2 separate regions of the Mus musculus genome follow, and region 1 is linked to region 2. Evidence: chromatin contacts called from public capture Hi-C data. All regions are on one chromosome and are shown on one strand. The core of a region is the stretch at or near the end of the contact, and the rest is flanking DNA. Distances in the headings are between cores, read along the strand shown.

Region 1 (2,999 bases), core at 216-2,715, 430 kb before region 2:
CTGACTGCTCTTCCAGAGGTACTGAGTTCAATTCCCAGCAAACACATGGTAGCTCACAACTACCTGTAATGAGATCTGACGCCCTCTTCTGGTGCGTCTGAAGACAGCTATAGTGTACTCATATAAATAAATCTTAAAAAAAAAAAAAAAAACTTACGTTTACACCAGAGTTCAATTCTTAGGTCCCACAAGGTGGAAGAACACATTCTCTCACAAGCTATGCCCTGACAGCCACATACAGCGTGTTGCACACTCACACAAAATAAGCAAAATGTAAAAAGTAAGAACAGAATAAAATGTTTGACTAGCCTATGGAAGTCCAAAGTATTATAAAATCCAACAGGTTTGCAATTTCACACCCACAACAAGCCCGGCAGGGTTTATCCAAGCCACTGACTGGCAGGTCCTAGAACCTCAACAGTCTCCGCCTACAGCTACAGGCAGTCACGTGTCTGCACTGCCCTAGAGAACCCATGCTACATCTCCATCCCTGGGAGGTGTATTTTTATCAACCCTGTAACTCAGAGCCAGAGGCTGCCTCCATAGCTCCACCGTCTCTCTTGTCACAATGGGACTCTTCATGCAGGAAGGAGCCTGGCTCTAGTAACTACCTGCCTGCCTGTCATAAAGACCCAGATTCTGCTTTTCATTAGAATAAAAGCAACTGACAGCTGCTGAACCTTCCAGAAGTTCAGATGAACTAGGTTGGAACATGACAAGACGGCTGAAGACAGAAGAAATACAGTTTAGGGGTATGGCACATGGAAGCTGTGGTAGTAGAATTTCATGTTTAAGACCAGCGTGGACCCAGGGAATTCAAAGCCATGGTGGACTACACAGAAAAGGCTTGTTGCAAAAAGCCAACCGCCGCTACTGCTGTTACCACTGACGGTAATTCCAGCCAATTGCTATCGGCACAGGATGAAATAAGGAGCCACAACGTCAAACTGATTTTTTATTCATATTCACTCCTTCCATAGACGCAAGCAGAGGGCTCGAGGCACTAGGACACCGAGCCTGTCCTTGCCTTTCAGTCGAGAATTGGAGTGGAAGGCAGGGCTGCAGTTCTCGGCAACTTGGCCCTCTCAAGTCCAGGCTGCCCGAGGGACTCGGTCCAGCACTTACGTTTGTTCAATGATAAAACTGTTTTTGCTGCTTTTCTGTATTTCTGGGATTTTTTTTAGATTGTGAAGAGATTTTACTTTTTCACCACAATCTGATAATGAGAATGAAGAGAGTACGGCTGCCAGCGGAGAAAGTATGAATTACAAGAGGCCCCTTCTCTTCCTTTCAAATCACTGCGGACTCTGTGACTGATCCTCCAGTTTGAAGACAGTGTGCACAGAGTCCAGGGCTCAGGACACAAGTGACACAAAACTGTGTTATGTGCTTTACCACGGCTGAGGTGGGACCAAGGGCATTGTCACAGGCTTATACATAAACAGAGTAGAATGTTCCAGTAATGGAATTCTCTGGGAGTTCCCACCCTAGACACCTGGGCTTCCCCCTCCTCTTCCCATAGGGCTTCTGTTCACATGAGGTCTCTTCTCAGCCCCTGCCCTTCAGTTGGCACTATACCAGCGTCCTCACATTCCCAGGCCTCGACTGGGTTCCTTTTGGCTGCGGACACACCCTTGACATTTTGGTTTTTTCACTTTAGAAATTCCCATAGGAATCTAGAAAAGAAAAGCTGTCAATTTCTCTAGGAAACAAGGAAAAGCTGAGAGAAGAGAACTACAATGGAGTCTGTGGGGCGACGGTGCGCACCTTTGATTCCAGTACTCGAGGGGCAGAGGCAGATGGCTGGCTGCAAGTTCTAGGCTGGCCTGGTCAACACAGCAAATTCCACGACAACCAGGGCTACAAGGTAAGACCTTACCAAAACCAAACAAAACCAACAAGCCCCCCAAACCACCAACCAAATCAACCACACACACAGTGAAGCCATGAATGAGCCTCGAGAATCAGGCCAGAGAACCAGGCCGACGACGTCGACGCACGGATGATGGATCACTGGGAAAGACAGAGAGAAGAAGCTACCGGACTCGGCTGAAAGGCAGGACTTCTGCTCTCCCAAAAGCAGCCAAGTAAGCACACTGAGTTTTCCCTCGTTGCTTCACCGTTACTGCTCACAGGGCTGTCGGACGATGGCATCCGAGGGAGCTCGGTTGGTACTTGCACTAACGGCCTTCAGTTTACATTTTACTTCTAATCTTAGCGTAATTTCCCCTATCATTTGAGTTTAATTTACTTTTCTTTTAATTGTTTCTGAAGGTGGATGCTGAGGCCAACAGAATGAAGATACTTTAACAATATATTCAATTAGTGGTTTTAATTTCCATATTAATATCACCTTTGCAGTGTGCTATGCACAATAAATCTTCGCCCAAAATGTTCATATGACATTGACCCCTATGACTCAAACCTTTGTGTGGCAAAGTGCCCTTGATTATGTGGTAAAATGAAGTATCTTTGGATGAATAGGAAACTAGACACCATGTAATCAAAAGGCCTTTTGGGGTTGGGAGCGGGGGGGGGGGGGAAGACACGACACAGTTCAGTTGTTAAGAGCCCTGGCTACTACTCTAATAGAGGACCTGAGTTCCCACGTGGCATTTCCAGGGAATCCAATATGCACACACACATACTCACATACGTACGCAAAACACCAATGGATTAAAAAAAAAAAAAGGCCTTTTTAAGTAGAGGAAGCAGGAGAACTGAGGGAGATGTGAGAAGGGGCCTGGCTGGCAAGGAACTGTGGTGAGAAGGCAGGAGAACGGTGGTGGGGTCTAGATGCCTGTAAAACAGCAAGCAGGGATTGATGAACAATAAAGCAGCTTTTTATTTATGTGCATACTGTGTGTGCCATGTGTGTGCAGTGCCTGCAGAGAGCAGAAGAGATGGTTTGGTCCCCTGGAGCTGGAGTTACAGGCATTTGTGGGGTACCGGGCTTCTTTCTTATTTGGGATCCAAACTCGGATTTTCTGGAAAAGCAG
Region 2 (3,153 bases), core at 233-2,732:
AGTGTGCACACAGAGCATCAAGTAACACCCACAGTTACAGCCCCACAGGCAACAGCAGACGCCCTGACACATGGCAAAGGAAGGCTGGGAGTGGTGTGGCCAGAAGCCGGGCATCCCACCTGGGGAAGAGCCACCAGAGTCACCCTATGATATCGCTCCATCTGTGTGGAAAAGGCAGCAGGCAGTCCCAACAACAGTTAAACACACACCCAGTGTCACTGCAGCCCATGGCCACAGTGTCCCTACGTCTGACCCAGGGGCAGCTTTGGAAAACACTAGGGTGCTCCGTGTAGTTCGGGTGTCAGTCCAAAAACATACACACCCACCGTGACGGGGTTCAGGCACAGACTGCCAGACTCTGGGTAGTAAGGCTGACTGATGGCCCTGGGTCCCCAGTCGGCCAGGCCGCCCCTGCCAGGGTCCTCACCTGCCAGCCGGCCCCCGCCGGCAACGAGCCCCTCCGCGGACGGCCATGGGGCGCTGGGGGCCGCGGCTGCGCCATCCCGAGCCCCAGCCCCGGCGGCGCTGTAAGCCGGCCCGGCCCGGGGCCCCGTAGCCCGAGCTCTGCGCTCCTGTCCCGCCCGCCGCCGCTCTGCCTTCTCTGGGCTCACCCTGCTGCCGGGCCCGAGGGGGCGGGGCGCCAGGTGCGGGAGGCGCGGAGGAGGGGCGGGGCGGAAGGCCACCACGCCCACTCGCGGGGCGGCCGGGCAAGGGGCCCAGGACACTGCGCCTGCGCGCGGGAAGCCTCAGGCACTTCTGTGAGCAGCTGTGTCTTCCCAGACTGGAGACCCTGCCTCTGGGCTTCAAGGACAAGGTTCTTGGGACAGCTGTGCCCAGGGAATGCAGGAGTACTGGAGATGGTGCTTAAGCACTTTCTTTGCTGGACCCTTTGCGTGTCTCACCAGATCGCCATAACCAAGGAGGTACAAATGTCTTCACTAGAAAATCATATTCCAAGAGGTGCAATAGCTTTTTTTGCTAGAAAACCCCGGGATCCCTGGAAGAGTCTGAAGCTGCAGAGTCTCTGGCACCTCCATTGGCTCAGTTTACCATCTGTAAATTACAAGGCTTCTGAAACGACACCCCCCACCCCCAACTTGACCCTGAAGTCCTTGTGTCTTAGGCTGGTGCAGCCAGTCTGCAGCAGGGACAGACCCCAAGACAGATGCTGGAGAAGTCTGGATGCTCTAGGGGCAGGACTGTCCTCCAGCTAGGGGCGGGGGGCAGATCTCCTACAGCTTCCCAGAAGTGCTGTCTACTACCCTCTGTCCCCAGGGCCAGGGAGCTCCTGAAAGGAAGGCAGGCAGCACTTTCCCTGCCCTCCCAGACCTGGCCCAGGGTCAGGTTTAGACCTAGAGAGCCAGCGGGAACACCAGAGATGTGCATTCCAGACACCGAGTAGCTTTGGCTTTAATAATTAACAACAGCAAATATTGATTTATGCAACCACTTCCAGGCCTGCACACTTCCGGGTACCCAACACAATGCAGCCAGAAGAGCATCTTTTCCTACCGTGGCCCTGGGGGAGGCCAAAGCTGCTCAAATCACCGGCGATATGTAGGCCAGGTAGAGTGGATGCCGCCTGCGTATGTGTCTAGGTCCTTATCTGTGTACATGTGTGTCTCCAAGGCTAGTCGTGGCTCTACGTGACATACTGCATTGCTGTAGCATAGAAGTACCCGTGGGTAGGAAGGGGTGGGTAGGGACGCCTGGGGGGGTATTTACTTTCTATCTCCTTTATGTGTTCATGAGCAAGTCTGAATACACTATAGATATATGTACTTGTGTCTGTCTGTCTGTCTGAATGTGGTCTGGCTCCCAGGTTAGGTATAGGTAGGCCAAGTATGCACATGTATGCAGATTTTACAGTCCCTGAGTACTGCAGAGGGTAGCTCGGTGTCTATTTAAATGTGGCTCCCCAAAGAAAAGAAAATACAACCCCTGCACAGCTCTGGGGACACAGTAATACTGATTATTTCCAAAGCACTTCCAAAGGCGCTGCCCAGTGACGAGCTGGCAAGGTCAATAGAGAAGACACTCTCAGCCATGCAATGGTGACACACACCTTTAGTCCCAGAACTCAGGAGACAGAGGCAGGTAGATCTTTGTGAGTCCAAGGCCAGCCTGGTCTACAGAGTGTGTTCCAGGACAGCCAGCATTACACAAGGAAACCCTGTCTTGAAAAACTAAAGAAGAAGAAGAAAGAGAAGGAGGAGGAGGAGGAGGCAGAGGAGGGGAGGAGCAACAGTAGCAGCAGCAGCTGTCTACTCTATGTTAGAGGTGGGACTTGCCCTTAGGTACAGGGAGGTTACATGCCCCTCAAACTGGTTCCAGTATCATTGTAAATATGTAACAGAATAGGGTATTGAGGAAAACTGGAGAGTATCCCAGGCAGGTTCCCTCAGCTCACCAATAGCCTGCTGGAAATCCAAATGAGTCACTCTGGGAGCTGGTTTCAGTTCACAGAATGGGTCCTAGTCTGGAGGAGGGGTGCACTGTGGGGCTGTGGCGGTCTGAAGCTCACTGTCTGCGCTGCGTTAGCATGATTGGAAAGTGGGAGCCAACTGGGTGGAGGCCAGGAGGCTGAAGGATAGCGGCTTCCTTGGTAACTGAAGGGCCCACCTTGGGCTCTCTGAGCCTCAGGCTCCGAGGATCTGCAACATTAGCCTTCCCTCCAGATGGAAGGGCCAAAACCCAGGCAGGACAAACAACAGTCCCATGGCCAGGGGGAAGCCTCACTCTCAAACCCAGCTGTTCAAGCAAGTGGCTGCCATCAAGTGGCTGTTTCCTGAGGACTACTGTAGCCTTGTCCAGGGCTGTTGCCCTCCAGGGAAGGCAGGAGGTCTCAGGAGCCCTTGTGCTACTGATAGCATCCTTGCTTGGGTTCTCCATGGAGATGGAGGTCCTATGCATAGAAGACATTTCTTGGACCTTCATCCTCCTGGCCTAGGAAAGGTGTCAGTCCTTACTGTAGGGCAGAGCTCTGGGGGAGGTGCCTGGACCCTTCCTGACTGGGCAAACCTAGGGAAGAGCCCTTCACCTCTCTGAACATTTGGATCCTGGTTGAGAACATGCCCTCTTGCCTGAGGTTGATGAAAGGGTCAGGTGGCAAGGTGTGCCATAGCAAGGGGTCATTCCCCTGTACTGGAAAGT

Evidence for each region. Capture Hi-C pulls out chosen DNA fragments and counts their contacts.
Region 1: a contact with region 2 is called in a capture Hi-C map of macrophages, with 3 times the contacts expected there. The contact joins the promoter of 1700095J12Rik here to the promoter of Rap1gapos in region 2. A contact is called at or near these places in 5 of 39 promoter capture datasets (the 3T3-L1 cell line, embryonic stem cells, frontonasal cranial neural crest and 2 more) and 1 of 9 other capture datasets (macrophages).

What each region holds. Positions count from the first base shown.
Region 1 is chr4:138,136,984-138,139,982 of GRCm38.p6, reverse strand. It overlaps 1700095J12Rik (RIKEN cDNA 1700095J12 gene), which reads left to right and starts at 1,465. Exons shown (of 2, transcript NR_126429.1): 1 at 1,465-2,087; 2 at 2,275-2,403. The region is part of intron 12 of Eif4g3 (eukaryotic translation initiation factor 4 gamma, 3); the gene reads right to left.
Region 2 is chr4:137,704,935-137,708,087 of GRCm38.p6, reverse strand. It overlaps Rap1gapos (RAP1 GTPase activating protein, opposite strand), which reads left to right and starts at 1,482. Exons shown (of 2, transcript NR_138594.1): 1 at 1,482-1,566. It overlaps Rap1gap (Rap1 GTPase-activating protein), which reads right to left and starts at 621. Exons shown (of 24, transcript NM_001379234.1): 1 at 428-621. The coding sequence starts at 502.